2 separate regions of the Bombyx mori genome follow, and region 2 is linked to region 1. A link is a contact called in public Hi-C data. All regions are on one chromosome and are shown on one strand. The core of a region is the stretch at or near the end of the contact, and the rest is flanking DNA. Distances in the headings are between cores, read along the strand shown. Region 1 overlaps LOC101741857 (SH2 domain-containing protein 4B). Region 2 overlaps LOC101741857 (SH2 domain-containing protein 4B).

Evidence for each region. Hi-C and Micro-C count contacts between places; a contact is called where the count stands out from the background.
Region 2: a Hi-C map of midgut shows a contact between it and region 1, with 2.5 times the contacts expected there. The contact joins two enhancer-like sites. A contact is called at or near these places in 2 of 7 Hi-C or Micro-C datasets (midgut and whole pupa).

The regions. Positions count from the first base shown.
Region 1 is chr3:12,406,314-12,413,710 of ASM3026992v2, reverse strand. All of the region lies in intron 1 of LOC101741857 (SH2 domain-containing protein 4B), which reads right to left. Among protein-coding and RNA genes, the nearest start is that of LOC101741857, 18 kb to the right of the region's middle. Within about 2 kb of position 4,705, at least 4 of the 8 cell types and tissues checked have open chromatin away from gene starts, as enhancers often do.
Region 2 is chr3:12,474,702-12,482,098 of ASM3026992v2, reverse strand. LOC101741857 (SH2 domain-containing protein 4B) reads right to left here. Exons shown (of 11, transcript XM_012688864.4): 4 at 6,902-7,018; 5 at 5,904-6,077; 6 at 4,684-4,896; 7 at 3,244-3,418. Among protein-coding and RNA genes, the nearest start is that of LOC101741709, 47 kb to the left of the region's middle. Within about 2 kb of position 3,353, at least 3 of the 8 cell types and tissues checked have open chromatin away from gene starts, as enhancers often do.

The sequences.
Region 1 (7,397 bases), core at 3,456-5,955:
AGTGAAATAAATACTCACACAAACACACAAAAGCGCAAATGTTTCTCGCAAATTTTATGTCCAAAATATAATTTTCACTTCACTAATAATCACAACTGAATCAAAACTAAAATTACCGCTTTAATTTTTATCGAAGGCGCAACGACACGACCTCCACGAACGCGCACTTCCAAGCGACTGGTCGCGTTCAGAAACATTCAGAAACTGAGTTGAAATATCCACAAACAAAAGAGAACGCCGAGTTGCGTACCTACCAAACATGACGCTACGAAATAATCCAAACTTTGTTTCCGTTTGCCACATTTCCTTTCATTGTCATGGTAAAGCTTGATAGAAACTAAATCTGTTTAATAATGTTTTTACTATTGAACTTACACATCAAATTCCACTAATAAAATGGAATGTTCATTGTTCGTAACCGTTGATTTGGTTTGAATTCAAAGTTTACTAACATAAATTATAAACCAAAATATTTTTACATTGTATTCATACGCAGTACATTCTTTGTGGAAAGACTAAATTGTTTTATAGTTTTGGTATGTTCAATAATGCTTGAAATGAATTTATATTTTCGAAAAGTGTCAAGATGGCATCTCTTATATCGAGAATATAGGTACGAGACAAACAGTATCAAGTCATAGGTACCTTGAATATCAAATTGGACACAGAAATTTACTCTAAAAGAATCCAGAATTCTTTCAAACGTCTATGGAAGAAATACAAAGTATCACTAACGACTATAATTATGCTAATAAACGTATTTATATTATTATCAATACTGCGTGATGTAAAATGGTTTTTCGTACCAATAAAATAGATACAACAGATAAAAAAAGTTTCCTATTTTTGTATACATTTGTGAAATGTTGCCAGTGACTTGTACTAATTTTATTGATGGACAGCAAGCACAGTCAGTGAAAGTAAAATTAGTTAAGTTACGCAATCATTAATTCACAACGGGTGTTTGTGTTTTATAATACGGTATCATCTGACTGTCAGCCGGGGAAAAGAATTTGAATTCATACCTCAGTATAAAATTGTTATAAGTAAAGTATAATTTGTTTTTGAATACTCGAATATTTGTTATTTTACAAATATCTAATGTAAGCGCCTTCTAAAACTGACTAAACACATATTTAAACTGAATATAACCTACCAGATATGATATTAAGCTCAAAAATTAAAGCACGCAACTAGACAATAATTTTATTACACTAGAAAATAATTAACCAAAAAAATGTTAAACTCATACATGAGTCGTCTATTATCAAAGGTGGCAATCTGTACATTTGGACAAAAAAAATTTATTGATATGTCAATACAGATTTATTTGAATATAATCGTCTCCTTCAAAGAATACGGTTCAAAACCTGCATTAAATAAAGGTTAATAGTTAACCTGTTATTTATCTAAGATGTCGTTCCGAAGAGTTTTGTGACTGCCAATGGAATACAAAGTCAATAATTCGTTTTTCTGATTTACCAATCATTGTCCAAAAGTCAGATTGCCGCCTTTGATAATAGTCGACTCACATATTGATTGTGCACTAAAGAGAATTATCACAAATATGCAAATTAACTAACTAGGTCATCGCGTGACAATTGACAGATCTTTCGGATGTTCAGTGATTTTTTTAATAAACAGGTCGCACTCTGTAATTTGCCGTAAATAGCGTCTCTATCCTATCATTTTAAAATAACGCGCTAGAATGAAGTACCACTATAAATTGATCCGTCATATGATATAATCTTACAAGCACACAAAGCAAAAACATCCAACACAGATACATATTTTCGATATAAACATTTTTAGGCATGTCGGTTTGGATGAGGTCAGCGACCTATTTTAAGAATAATAGTTTATTGTAGATTTGTAGCATTGCCCGTTCCTTAAATGCAACGAATAGTATATCTTTACGTATTTATTGTCGGCTTTATGTTCAGTGTGCTTAGAGCGCATTTTTTAACTTTCTCGATCGCGTAAAAGTTAACTCAAAGTTGTATGGAGTTGGAACAGCGCCCCTAGCGGCAACGCTACATAAAAAAACTCGCAATCAGCACACAGTATTGTAAGCCCACGCGAATAGATACCACAATTTTTCCTATTTCTGCTCCAAAGCAGTCACAGATTTTGGTTCGAAGGGTTTGACAGTTGGTATATTATGCAAATAAAATGTTTACCTCCTGTCCCAAGACGGGGGCGGTATTAATGCGACAGACGTCTATGGGCTGTGGTATTCACTAAACACCAGAGCGGCGCGAGATAGATCACGAATCCATAAAAACAATTGTTTTGTGTATAATCAATGATTTCACTATTTTTATCATAATAATAGCAGAAGTGGGGAGAATGGTGATACCCGGAGGCTTTAAAGGCTATGTTGCCAGCCCGATAATAAAAATCGCACCAATCGAAAAATTTAAATGTCTATTTAATTCTAAAATGAGCAATTAAGAGATGTCGATATTTTCGCAGCGGAACAGAGTTGTAGCAACCTATACAGTGTGCTTACTTAGTGTGAATTTCTTAACGTTCTCGATAGCGTAAAAGTTAACCCAATTTTGTATGCAGTTGGAACAGCGCCCCTAGCGGCAAACGTACGCAAACGATCCCATTCCATACAAACTACATGAACTAACTTTTACGCTAACGAGAACGTTAAAAAACGCGCACTAAGCACACTGACTACAAATTGAACGTACAGATAATTAATTTTAATTAACATTACACTTCGTGATGTAAGTACACTTTCGCTTCGAACAATGCAAAATTTTCTCGTTACGATGCACTTTTTGAATTTGTGTTGTGCTTTAATAACGCTTTGCACTTTCTATGTACGTGTATGCGTTTTCTAGAATGAACAATCGATTTTGACCAAATAAACTGTATCTATACATATAAATAAAATTGGAGCGTCTGTTTGTAATATTGAAATAACCGCTTTTTATTACATGCATATGAATATAATATACGATACATACACCAAAATAACATTTTTTACAATTTTCCTCTGTCTATCTGTCTGTCTGTCTGTTTGTTCCGGCTAATCTCTGGAACGGCTGGACCGATTTTGACGGGACTTTCACTGACAGGTAGCTGATGATATAAGGAGTAACTTAGGCTAGCTTAGGCTTTTTTTAGACTAACTTCGCGGCGTCACCCGCGGTATGAAAATAACCGCGGGTAACATCACGGGACTCAACTCTCAATAATAAAATTTAATGTTTCCGAAGCGAAGCTAGGGTGGGTCGCTAGTCGGTAATATTTTCTGAACTAGGTAACTGTATAAAAAAAAAAGAAGGTAGCAATCGTGAGATTACATCGAAATGATAAAACAACAAACGCGTTTTCGCTGAATTTGTAAATGTATCCAGGTAACGCACTTAGAGCATTAACTCAGTTAATATCCTCTTTCGAAACTTTTTTTTTGGATTGGAGGGTAGTTGTTAGTAAAGCCAACAGCTAGCTCCCTATTCCTTCCTAACAGAAGGAAAAGTCCTGCCTCTAACTCCCAGAGAGGTGGCTGCTTCAAAGGCAGTGGCTTCGCGAGTGAAGAGAAATAAAACTTTCACCGAAGTACAAATAAAGACTATTAAGTACTAGAACACTTTAAAATTCTCAATTCGCTTCTTCCGCTTCGCTTCAGGTGATCCGTTCGCTGTTTCGCTTCGAATACTAACTGCCTTCATGTCATCTCTGCAACGCTTCCACGACAAGACGACAATAACAGAGAAATTCCCCGATAGGGCATTTTGATATTTCTGTTATTTGATGAAAGATGGCGTTATTCTTACCGGCGTAACAATAACATAAACACAACGATTTGACATGTCCCAAATTGTTGTGTATTAATTTTTGATATAACGTTATCTCGCCATTTATTTTAACCCCAAATAACGTATGAAGTTGCAGTTCAGCCTTATTTTGTGAACAACTGCCTGGCTGCATCCTAAACGACCACATCTGACGTAAATCTATACTCTATACTAATATTATAAAGAGGAAAGATTTGTTTGTTTGTTTGTTTCGAATAGGCTCCGAAACTACTGGACTGATTTGAAAAATTCTTTTTCCATTAGAAGCCGACATTGTTCCTGATGAACATAGGCTACTTTTTTTAATTTTTTTGTTTGTTTCATGTGTGTTTTAATGTTTCCGAAGCGAAGCGAGGGCGGGTCGCTAGTTATAATATAATAGTGCAGAATAGAATCAGCTTTCTCGACCGTATATTGCTTAGTTGATAACAGCTTGGTTTATTATGTCAATTGTAAAATAGAAGGAAGTCATAAATTAATCATCTGACGCACTTTATATTGTGTGATAAGAACGTTAAATGTAAATTTAATTCAATCATAATTAGATATTTTATTTACGCAATTCCCTTCTCAAAACAGAACTGAGACAGAAGATACAGATAACACGTCCGAAATCAACAAAACGACTCAAGCGCCAATCACAAACAGTGCAAAATAGCTTTTCGAAACAGTAAGGTAAACTTGAAATACCTATGAGGTAAGTAACACTTGTGTCAACATACTTATACAGGCTGTTACAACTTGTACTACTTTTATTCTAAAATTGAAAATGTATTTGTATTTCTCGTTTATTTTGAAAAAGCATCGGAACCAATAGAATACATTCTAAAATGAACCTTATTTAGTACACGAATGCAATGAAATTTAAAAAAAACATTTGTTGTTATTAACGACAAATTAAACGTAAAGGAAGTATCGGTGACATACTGAAATGGAACTGTAGTTAAGGAATTGTTCATATATTGCGTTCTAACAAAACAAAAGTCAAGTGTTATTATATCTAAGAGTGAAACAAAAGACTTAACCCTAAAAAACAAGACCAATGAATGGCTAGATTTGAGCATATTATTATTTTATTTGAAGTGAATAAACCTAAGAGGAGAGACGATAGAAAAAGGAAATTCCAGAAATAGGCACAAGAACCTATTTTTGTTATAAAAGTGTACTCAAGCTCACGTCAATGGCTAGGTACTTTGCTTCACCTTGAATGAAACCTTGGCACGTGGAGTAAAAGTCTTGTGTCGGCTGTCTCATTCTTCAAAACAGAACCCACGACAGCTTAACGCCTCCTATTTGTCACAAACTATCATCGCCTTCCGTCAGCGACATTCAATTCACAAAAAAAAAATACATTACGAACAATATTCTAATTACGATTATGATTGACATTTACTACATAGTAAAAAAAAAAAACAAATTACGAAATCTATGCGTCAAAGAACAAAGCGGAAGCGGATGCGCAATTACAGTCATTTTATAATCTGTAACATAATGGAGGAACGTACATTAATCATGTTGGAAGTGCGCCCCGATGCGCGACCTCACGCCGAGATACACAGGGCTGCCACAAATAGGACTTCATGTATTGATTTGTATTCAATTTTATTCGTAAATTGCGGAATGTATGAAAGACAACTTAAGCACGAGTGAATGTCTGTTTGTATTAATAAAATAACCACTTTTACTAAATGCGTAAGTATGTATACCACAGTACATATACCAAAATAACATTTCTTTTAAATTTTGTCGATCTGTCTGTTTGTTCCGGCTAATCTCTGGAAGGCCGGACCAATTCTGACGGAACTTCCACTGATAGGTAGCTGATGATATAAAGAGTAACTTAGGCTACTTTTTTTAGAGTAGCTTCGCCCCGCGGCGTCACCCGCGGTACGACAATAACCGCGGGTAGCATAGCGGGAATCAGCTAGTGTTAAATAAGAATAATATTAAAAAATAGGACAGTTTTTGTGCATAATGTACTTATGACAAAAAAAAATTTTAGTACTTTTTTTTAAAGAATTACTATCATCATAATCAGCATAGATGTCAGCTGCTGGTTATGGACCTCCCCAGAAGTTTACTACAACGACGTTGCTAAAATATCGCTTAAGCCAAATAGCCTTCCACCGCTAGATATAAATATATTAATGTGTGTGACTCTGTCTATAGACACAATGTATGTTCCGTACTGATTCAGCAATAATTTTGCAAATTATTATAATAAATTTAACAAAACTAACAGCCCTAACGTAGCTGAGATTGTTTGATGATCGGACACGTTGCGACCCAGTTTCCGAAACTCAAAAACAGGTACAGGCTCTTGTCGGTGTGTGAAAAATAAAATAAAAAATTGACACTGCAATTTGTATATAGAATCAAAACGACTATTTTTCAAATCGGACTAAAATATATTGTTTGTTTGTTTATGTTTGAGAAGTTACTGGTGGCCCGGAGGCCTTTCCAGTTTTATCAGGGCAGGTGAGCGAGCAAAGGCTCAGCTAGGAGGGTGGGATTTGCTAACAGCTACCCAAGCGCTTCCAAAAAACACCTAACGACATATACCAACACCGCTTCCGTGGCCGTAATAGAAACAGTCAGCGAATCTGTCGTGAACGAAAAAACAATAAAAATATCAACATTTCGTAGACTTTGTAACTATACTGAGACCTTAGAACTTATATCTCAAGGTGGGTGGCGGCATTTATGGTATAGATGTCTATGGGCTCCGGTAACCACTTAACACCAGGTAGGCCGTGAGCTCGTCCACCCATCTAAGGAATAAAAAATAAAAATAAATTGTTTAACTATACTTTGAGTAAGAATCAGAGACAGTAGACAGAGATCGCGAGTACCGCGATACCACGTACGTTGGGTTGTCGAAGCAGCCGAACTTCGCTGGTGTGTGACGTGACGAGTTCTATAAAGCGAAACAAGACTATTATTGTCAGTCATCATCATCTCTTGGAATCTTCTCTCATATATCAGAGGAAGTGTGAAAGTAGCCCCAGTGATTAACAAGTTAAAAAGCTAACGGTTAGCGTGGTATGGACATGTGGGGGAGGTGGGGAGGGGGGGAAGAGGTCGACTGAAGAAGACATGGATGGAGTGTGTGAATGACGATATGAGAGAGAGAGAGGAATGAGTGCTTAGCTGACGGCTGATAGAAGAGAATGGAATAGAAAAATTAGCTGTGCCGACCCCACGAAGGTAAGGTGGAGACAAAGAAGATCTCTTGGAAGAAGGCGACGGAATATAAGGGCTATCTTCTGCCTCCGCACTGATCAGTCATCGTTGAACTAAGGGTAGGAAGAGATTTCACGCTCAGCCCTACCCAGACTTGGTGAGCCGGTTCGGAGCGACCAGTGAACTGGAAGCTGTGCGCGCTATGCATTTTAACACGACACAGAGCTCATGTTAAAAAGCGACCTGTTAGTGGTATTTTTTCCTACCTCTTGTAGTAACCTCGAGGGATTATATTAGATTCTCCGGGCGAGTAGGTGAACTCACGGGACTCTAACATGGTGAATTTGCTAACACTAGCCCTAACAAGAGCCGTGCTTCGCAGAATCTACCATCGGATCG
Region 2 (7,397 bases), core at 2,104-4,603, 70 kb before region 1:
CATAGACTACCAAAAGGCATTTGACACAGTGTCACATGATAGTGTATGGAAGTCTTTAAAAAACCAAGGGGTGAATGATAAATATATACAGATAATTAAAAACATTTATAAAACTAATACAAGCAGAATAAAACTAGAATCTATAGGCCCAAGATTTCCTATCAAAAGAGGTGTAAGACAGGGAGACCCCATGTCTCCAAGAATTTTCATTGCCATACTTGAATCAATATTTAGACAGCTAGATTGGAAAAACCTCGGCTTAAATATTGAAGGTAAATATTTGACTCATCTCCGCTTTGCAGACGACTTAGTAGTGCTGGCAGAATCAAGTTCAGAACTTCAATACATGGTTGAGTCTCTGCACAAAGCCAGCATTAAAGTAGGCTTAGAAATGAATACAACAAAAACTATGGTAATGACAAATAGTGCTAGAAAGAAAATAACAGTCGGAAACGAACTATTGAAATACACAGACCACTATATTTACTTAGGAAAACAGATCAGCTTTGAAAGAAAAAGCAATGAGATGGAGATTGGAAGAAGAATCCAACACACCTGGAACAAGTACTGGAATTTACGTGAAGTATTTAAAAGTACGTTGCCAATATACTTAAAAACCAAGGTTCTAAATTCCTGCATTCTACCATGCTTGACTTATGGCTGCCAAACTTGGAAGTTTACATCAAAGGCCAATAATCTAATAGTAAGCTGCCAACGAGGAATGGAGCGAAGTCTGCTGAATATAAGAAAGATTCAAAAAATCAGACACACAACAATCAGAGAAAAAACAAAATCTATAGATGCTCTTGAATATGCCAGAAACTTGAAGTGGAAGTGGGCTGGTCATGTAGCCAGACTTAAGGACCAGAGATGGACTGCAAGAATAACTGCATGGGAAGGGCCACAAGGGAAAAGAAAAAAGGGTCGCCCGATATCAAAATGGGAGGATGATATAAAAGCTATTGCTGGCCCTCGATGGAGACAGGTAGCCCAAAATAGAACCAAATGGAAGGACTTGGAGGAGGCCTTCACCATGTTTAATGGGTTCCTGCCAAACATAAGTGAAGAAAATTAAAATTATTATATGTATACCTATTTACTTTGTATTTTAGCAGGAAATAAAAGGCTTTTTATTTTATTTTATTTTATTTTATAATTAACCAAAGAATATACTGATGACAAATAACATTCGTCAATAGCTTCTAAACATATAAAAAAGGAAATATAATTAAAACATGTTTAACCGTTTAATTCTCTCGCGCTTTATATTATTATTTCGGACGTTAACGAAGAGAATTATAAAAAAAACAGAAGTGACATTTATGATTTAACTGTTTTTTTTTTTATGAAGTTCGTGTCTCTTTATTTATAGATCTATAGTGAGCTTTGCATAAAATGCACAGTTTTCAAAATTGAATTAATCGCAATAACACAAACAACTATTTGAAGCCATTTAACGAACGGGTCAGAGCATAAATAAAATAGTCGAGACAAGATCGGAATTGACAATCTTATGATCGCTTTGATGATCACAATGCAGCGAATTTCCGATCATTGATTGACTGGAAATTACCAGAAAGGAGGCAAGAATCTTCTTCTTTTTCTCCACCTTGTCCCACTAGGTGGGGTCGGCACAGCTAATTTTTGTCTTCCATTCTCTTCTATCAGCCGTCATCTCAACACTCACGCCTCTCTCTCTCATATCGTCATTCACACATTCCATCCATGTCTTCTTCGGTCGACCTCTTCCCCCTCTACCTTGCATTACCATTTCCATACATCTCCTCCAGAATAAGATTGCAAATGCATTGCAATATCCTAAAATGATAATATTGATGTTTCCGCATCACAGCGTCTTATGTTGCAGGTATGTACGATCTGGAGCAAGGTTGCTTTCGAGATAAAACTGTCAAAACATGTATCTTCAAAATTCACCTTGGACTTAATACTTTCTTATGTGTACTAAAAATATAAAAAGGCAGATGAGAATGGATATTCGCAAACAGAAACTATTGTAACTTGGTGGACTTATTAGAAAAGAATTGCTATTTTTGGAGGGAATTATGTTTGTGAAGGGTAGGATTTCCATTGAAAATGGGTCTTTGTACGATATTTTTTTATTGCTTAGATGGGTGGACGAGCTCACAGCCCACCTGGTGTTAAGTGATTACTGGAGCCCATAGACGTCTACAACGTAAATGCGCCAACCCCCTTGAGATATAAGTTCTAAGGTCTCGGTATAGTTACAACGGCTGCCCCACCCTTCAAACCGAAACGCATTACTGCTGTAATAAAGACTGTGAATCTCTTTGAGTTCACACGTTTCTTGGAAGATAAAAGACCAAAGTGCCTTCGATCAATAAAAGCCTTATCATGTAACATCTAAGGTTTATAGTTTTATGTAGTTGACGATATTTCTCGGAAAGTACAAAATCAATCTTCGCGATTAGCTGTGACAGAAACATAACGTTTGATTTCCATCAAACTGTCTGTATTGAAATCATGTTACTATTTTATATCATCTATACTAATATAAAAACCTACAGTAGTTATTACGGATATTCCGTTATAACTACTGAACCGTGCATCCGATTGACTTGAAACTTGGTATCCATGTAGAAAATAAATGTACTTAATGGATAGGTTAAGATTTATATGAGTGTTAGACTCCCTAATCGTGACAATAAATAATAATGTTAATTTTAAATGCCCAGCGAAGTGGGCGAGTACAGCTAGTTTTATATAATTTCATCTTTATATTGTGCAGTAAAATCGTCTGCCATCAAGCTCTTGATGAATATAGATTAGATAGATATAGTATTTTATTACTAACGTCGGTTAGGTATATAGCATAGGTAAAAGTATAGATTATTCTAATACGAATAATAAATTCTAATAGAACTAATCTAATAGAACTTATATCTCAAGGTGGGTGGCGCATTTACGTTGTAGATGTTTAAGGGCTCTAGTAACCACTTAACACCAGGTGGGATGTGAGCTCGTCCACCCATATAAACAATAAAAATAAACACAGCCCACTGAGATTCTCGCCGAATCTTCTCAATGGGTCGCTATTCCGACCCGGTGGTAGATTCTGCGAAGCACGGCTCTTACTAGGGTCAGTGTTAGCAACACTCCGATTTGAGCCCCGTGAGCTCACCTACACACGTTAGGGTGAAGCTGAAATAGCCTCTCAAGGCTATCAGCCTAGGGAAGTAAAACTACACTACGCGATTCACTCACCTTGTTCCCTCCAGGCGGCCTCGTCGTCGTGCGCGTGTAGTTGCGCATCGCGTAATGTCTTCGCTCTCCTGGCCCGGATCCCGCGCAGGATATCCCCGGCCCGGGCGGCCGCCACGCGACGCTCCCACGCCGCCACCCGGTGACTCACGCATTCGTTGTTCGGGAGGCCTAAATCCTGTTATAAATACAAATTAAATAACAATTAAAAAAAAAAAAACAAAAAAAATACGCTCTTATAAAAAATAGAAAATAAATTTGAATTAAGAATAGTGTAAGAAAAAAAGGAAAATTGTAAAAAAAGCGTGGGGTGCATGGTGTCAGTAGTTATAAATATTTTATGAATAGATATGAGTAAAAGGGTTATTTTGATAATATCCTGAAAAGTATAGTTACAACGGCTGCCCCACCCTTCAAACCGAAACGCATTACTACTTCACGGCAGAAATAGGCAGACATATTGCCAACTATCTTCAATTTAATCTTCACTGCACGCAATGTAACATTCATAAAAACACGCGAGCTCAATGACCTTCCGCTAGACGGAAGAGCGTCGACCTTTGCTTTAGAATGCGGGTCCACAAAAAATTAACTTAAACTACGCCATTTATTCTAAGCAAAGTCGAATTAAGCTCTGGTCCATAATTCTCTGTTCAGGTTTAAGAATAGAGTCCGTACGGTTGTATGACATAAGTTCGTGTGCAGTGAACCGATTGAATAGGATTAATCGACTATGATTTATTTTACAGTGGGCCGATACATATGTAACAAATTGGGCAAAGGTTTTTTTTTTAACGCTGGGGAATCCATTTACGGATACCCGGTCAAGGGGGTTAACGAACCGGGTTATGTCGGACTCCGGCGCCTCCCGAGAGAAAGAGGGAGACGAGGATGGCCAAGGTCCTCCACCTCCCCGTATTCCTCGCAGGAGACCACGCCTTGAAAAAGGCGCGCGAGGCACTCGCCCCGCAAAATCAACTACCGACTAAGCCCCATCGAGCTCCACCACACCGGCTACACCAGCCCTACGGTACTGCAGTGCGCGCCGAAAAGTTGACCTTAAGGTATAATTTAGCGGAAAAAAAGAAGCTGGGTCCTATTTACGAGAGAAACGATGCACCAAAGCTGATAGCCTTGAGAGGTTATATCAGCGTCGCCTTAACTATTAGGTGAGCTCACGGGGCTCAAACCTGATGACGTTGCTAACTAGGGGCTTGCTAGGGGCAAGAGCCGTGCTTCGCAGAATCTACCACCGGATCGGAAACGCGACCCACCGAGAATATCCAGCGAGAAACTCAGTGGGCTGTGTCTGAGGGTTTACTCGTCGAGCACTTCATCGCAAGCGACGGGTTCGACGAGAACGATGACCGGTGCTTGAAGTACCTAGAAGCACCGTTAGTGGATCAGGAGGATCCGAAATGACGTCCAAATGTACTAGCTAACCTGCAAAACATCCCTTTTCCCTTCGATAAAATTGAAATGCAATGTGTTCTTGTTCAGGTCCAGTTTCATGTTGTCCTCGTTTCTTAGGTCCTCCTTCTCCGAGATCTTCACCTCGGGCTCCAGCGCCTCGATGCGCTGCCGGAGCTCGTCGACTGTGCAGTAGATCTCCAGGTCGTCCAGCGGGTCTATGCTTTTTGGTGAAAGGTCGAATTTCTGTAAATAAAACAACTTATTCTGAAGTTACAACTGACCGATATCAATGAAGATTGATAAAAGTACATCGAAGTATATATCGGTGGAAAGATAGCTAACACAAGGCATTATTAGACAATTGCCTGACTCGTGCCAATATCATTTTCATGATAAGCCTATACATTATATATACAAGTTTCGAACAACAGCATTCGGACCGTCGGTCTACAGAATATTTTCGACCGATCTCGATAAAAGATCTTCCCTTTGAAAGGAAACAATGAAACTTCACATGTTCGTATTTAAAAAGTATGTCGTCTGTCTCTTTCTAAAACGCGATTTACCTGCAGCACACATCGCCGCGCATAAATGCGCCACCCACCTTGAGATACAAGTTCTAAGGTCTCAAGTATAGTAACGACGGCTGCCCCACCCTTCAAACCGAAACGCATTACTGCTTCACGGCAGAAATAGGCAGGGTGGTGGTACCCACCCGCGCGGACTCACAAGAGGTCGTACGAGGTAATCTTTTTTTTTATTGCTTAGGTGGGTGGACGAGCTCACGGCCCACATGATGTTAAGTGGTTAATAGAGCCCATAGACATCTACAACGTAAATGCGCTACTCACCTTGAGATATGAATTCTAAGGTCTCAGTATAGTTAAAACGGCAGAAATAGGCAGGATGGTGGTACCTACCCGTGCGGACTCACAAGATGTCCTAGCACCAGTAAATGTGACAAAGTCCTAATTGTATAGTACAACGGCTGCCCCAATTTACCCCAGATTAGAGCAGGAGATCTTTGGTGGTGGGTTTATAACCTACCTCCAGTAGAGCAGTTCGACAAACCTATTACACTACACTATTAAATCTTTCCATAACCGATCCTGTAGACTGAATGGTAAACAGTCGACGTCGCCCAAAGCACCCGTGCGGACTCTCAAGACATCCTACCACTAGTTGTAAACGGTCGTGACTGATCACGTTAACTTTGCTTATGATAAACGCATTTCAGATATTATGCTGACCTGTTCCAAGCTGTCTAGAGGTTTGTAGTCGATAAGCTGTGTGAGTTCCTTCTCGACGGACTTCCTGAGCTGGTGCGCCTCCTCACGAGCCTGGGCGAGGGCGCGCTGCCTCGCTTCCTCCGCTAGGATGCTCTCTATTGACTTGTCGTCTGGATGTTCACCCATAACCCAAACCTGAAGCAGATCGTTTAACAAATTATAGCCTCGCTTTAGATTACTGGTCGTAGGACCTATTGTGCACAGTGAGGTACCACCACCCTGCCGTGAAGCAGTAATGCGTTTCGGTTTAAGGGGTGGGGCAGTCGTTGTAACTATACTGAGACCTTAGAGTTCGTATCTCGAGGTGGGTGGCGGCATTTACGTCGTAGATGTCTATGGGCTCTGGTAACCACTTGACACCAGGTGGGCTGTGAGCTCGTCCACCCATCTATGCAATAAAATAAAATAAATAATAAAGATTCAATTTTATTTTAGAGTGCTTTTAACACGTCTATATTCATTAAATATATTAATAAAAACAAATAAGACATGAAAGAGACACATTTCATTATTGAGTAACTTAAAATTGTACTTTAATGAAACATAAAATTAAAAACCAGCCTTAAGATATTAGCTGCTTTCTAACCCAGTTAATATAATTTAGCTAAGTTATATTATCTTGCATAACATCGCTCTTAGCTTTGAGTCTGATAACTATATCTTGCATAGTATCACTCTTTAATAGGTATATAGGTAAAATATAAGGGAATTAAAGTATAAGTATAAGAAGGGAACAGAAACGAATATTAAATAATTATGGAAAACGAAACATGAATCCAACATTACAAATAGTAAAAAAAAAGATAATTGGAAAAATAGCAAAATAGCCTAAAAAATGTCCCTGACAATTACTCGTCAGGGGAACGCGCAATATATTATAAAAAAAAAAAAAAAAGTATCACTCTTAACTTTGGGTCGGCCTGAAAATTATAAATCGGTAAAACTTAAGATTTCCATACCCATGGTTCGCCGTCTTCTCCTTTAAGGAACTGGACCTGCTTCTTCCCGTTCTTCTGGAACTTAGGCTGGATGTCGTCCTTGCTGATTTTATCGTCCCAGGCCTGCCATCTTCGTACCTGAAATATAAGGGTAATTAATTTGCATCCTTCTCCTTCGGTCGTGCTTCGCATGTCCGAGGGTCGTGACCAGCTCCACTAGTTTCATCTTCACGATGCTGTGTCGTCTCCTGTCTTAGACTTGTCGGAAAGCATCGATTTTGGCAGAAATTAGCGAGTACCCACCCGCACGCAAAAAAAAACACAACACTTTACACATGTTATTTTGGGTGTACGGTGTCTGGTGTAGTTGTAGACAACAAAGCTAATGCGTCTGTCCACCTTGGGACATCAGGTCTATGCCTCAATTATATAACGACTGTACCGCCTTCAGATAGCTTTGCACCAGAAATAGGTAAGATTGTGGCACCTAACCGTGCAGGCTTATAATCCGTCATGC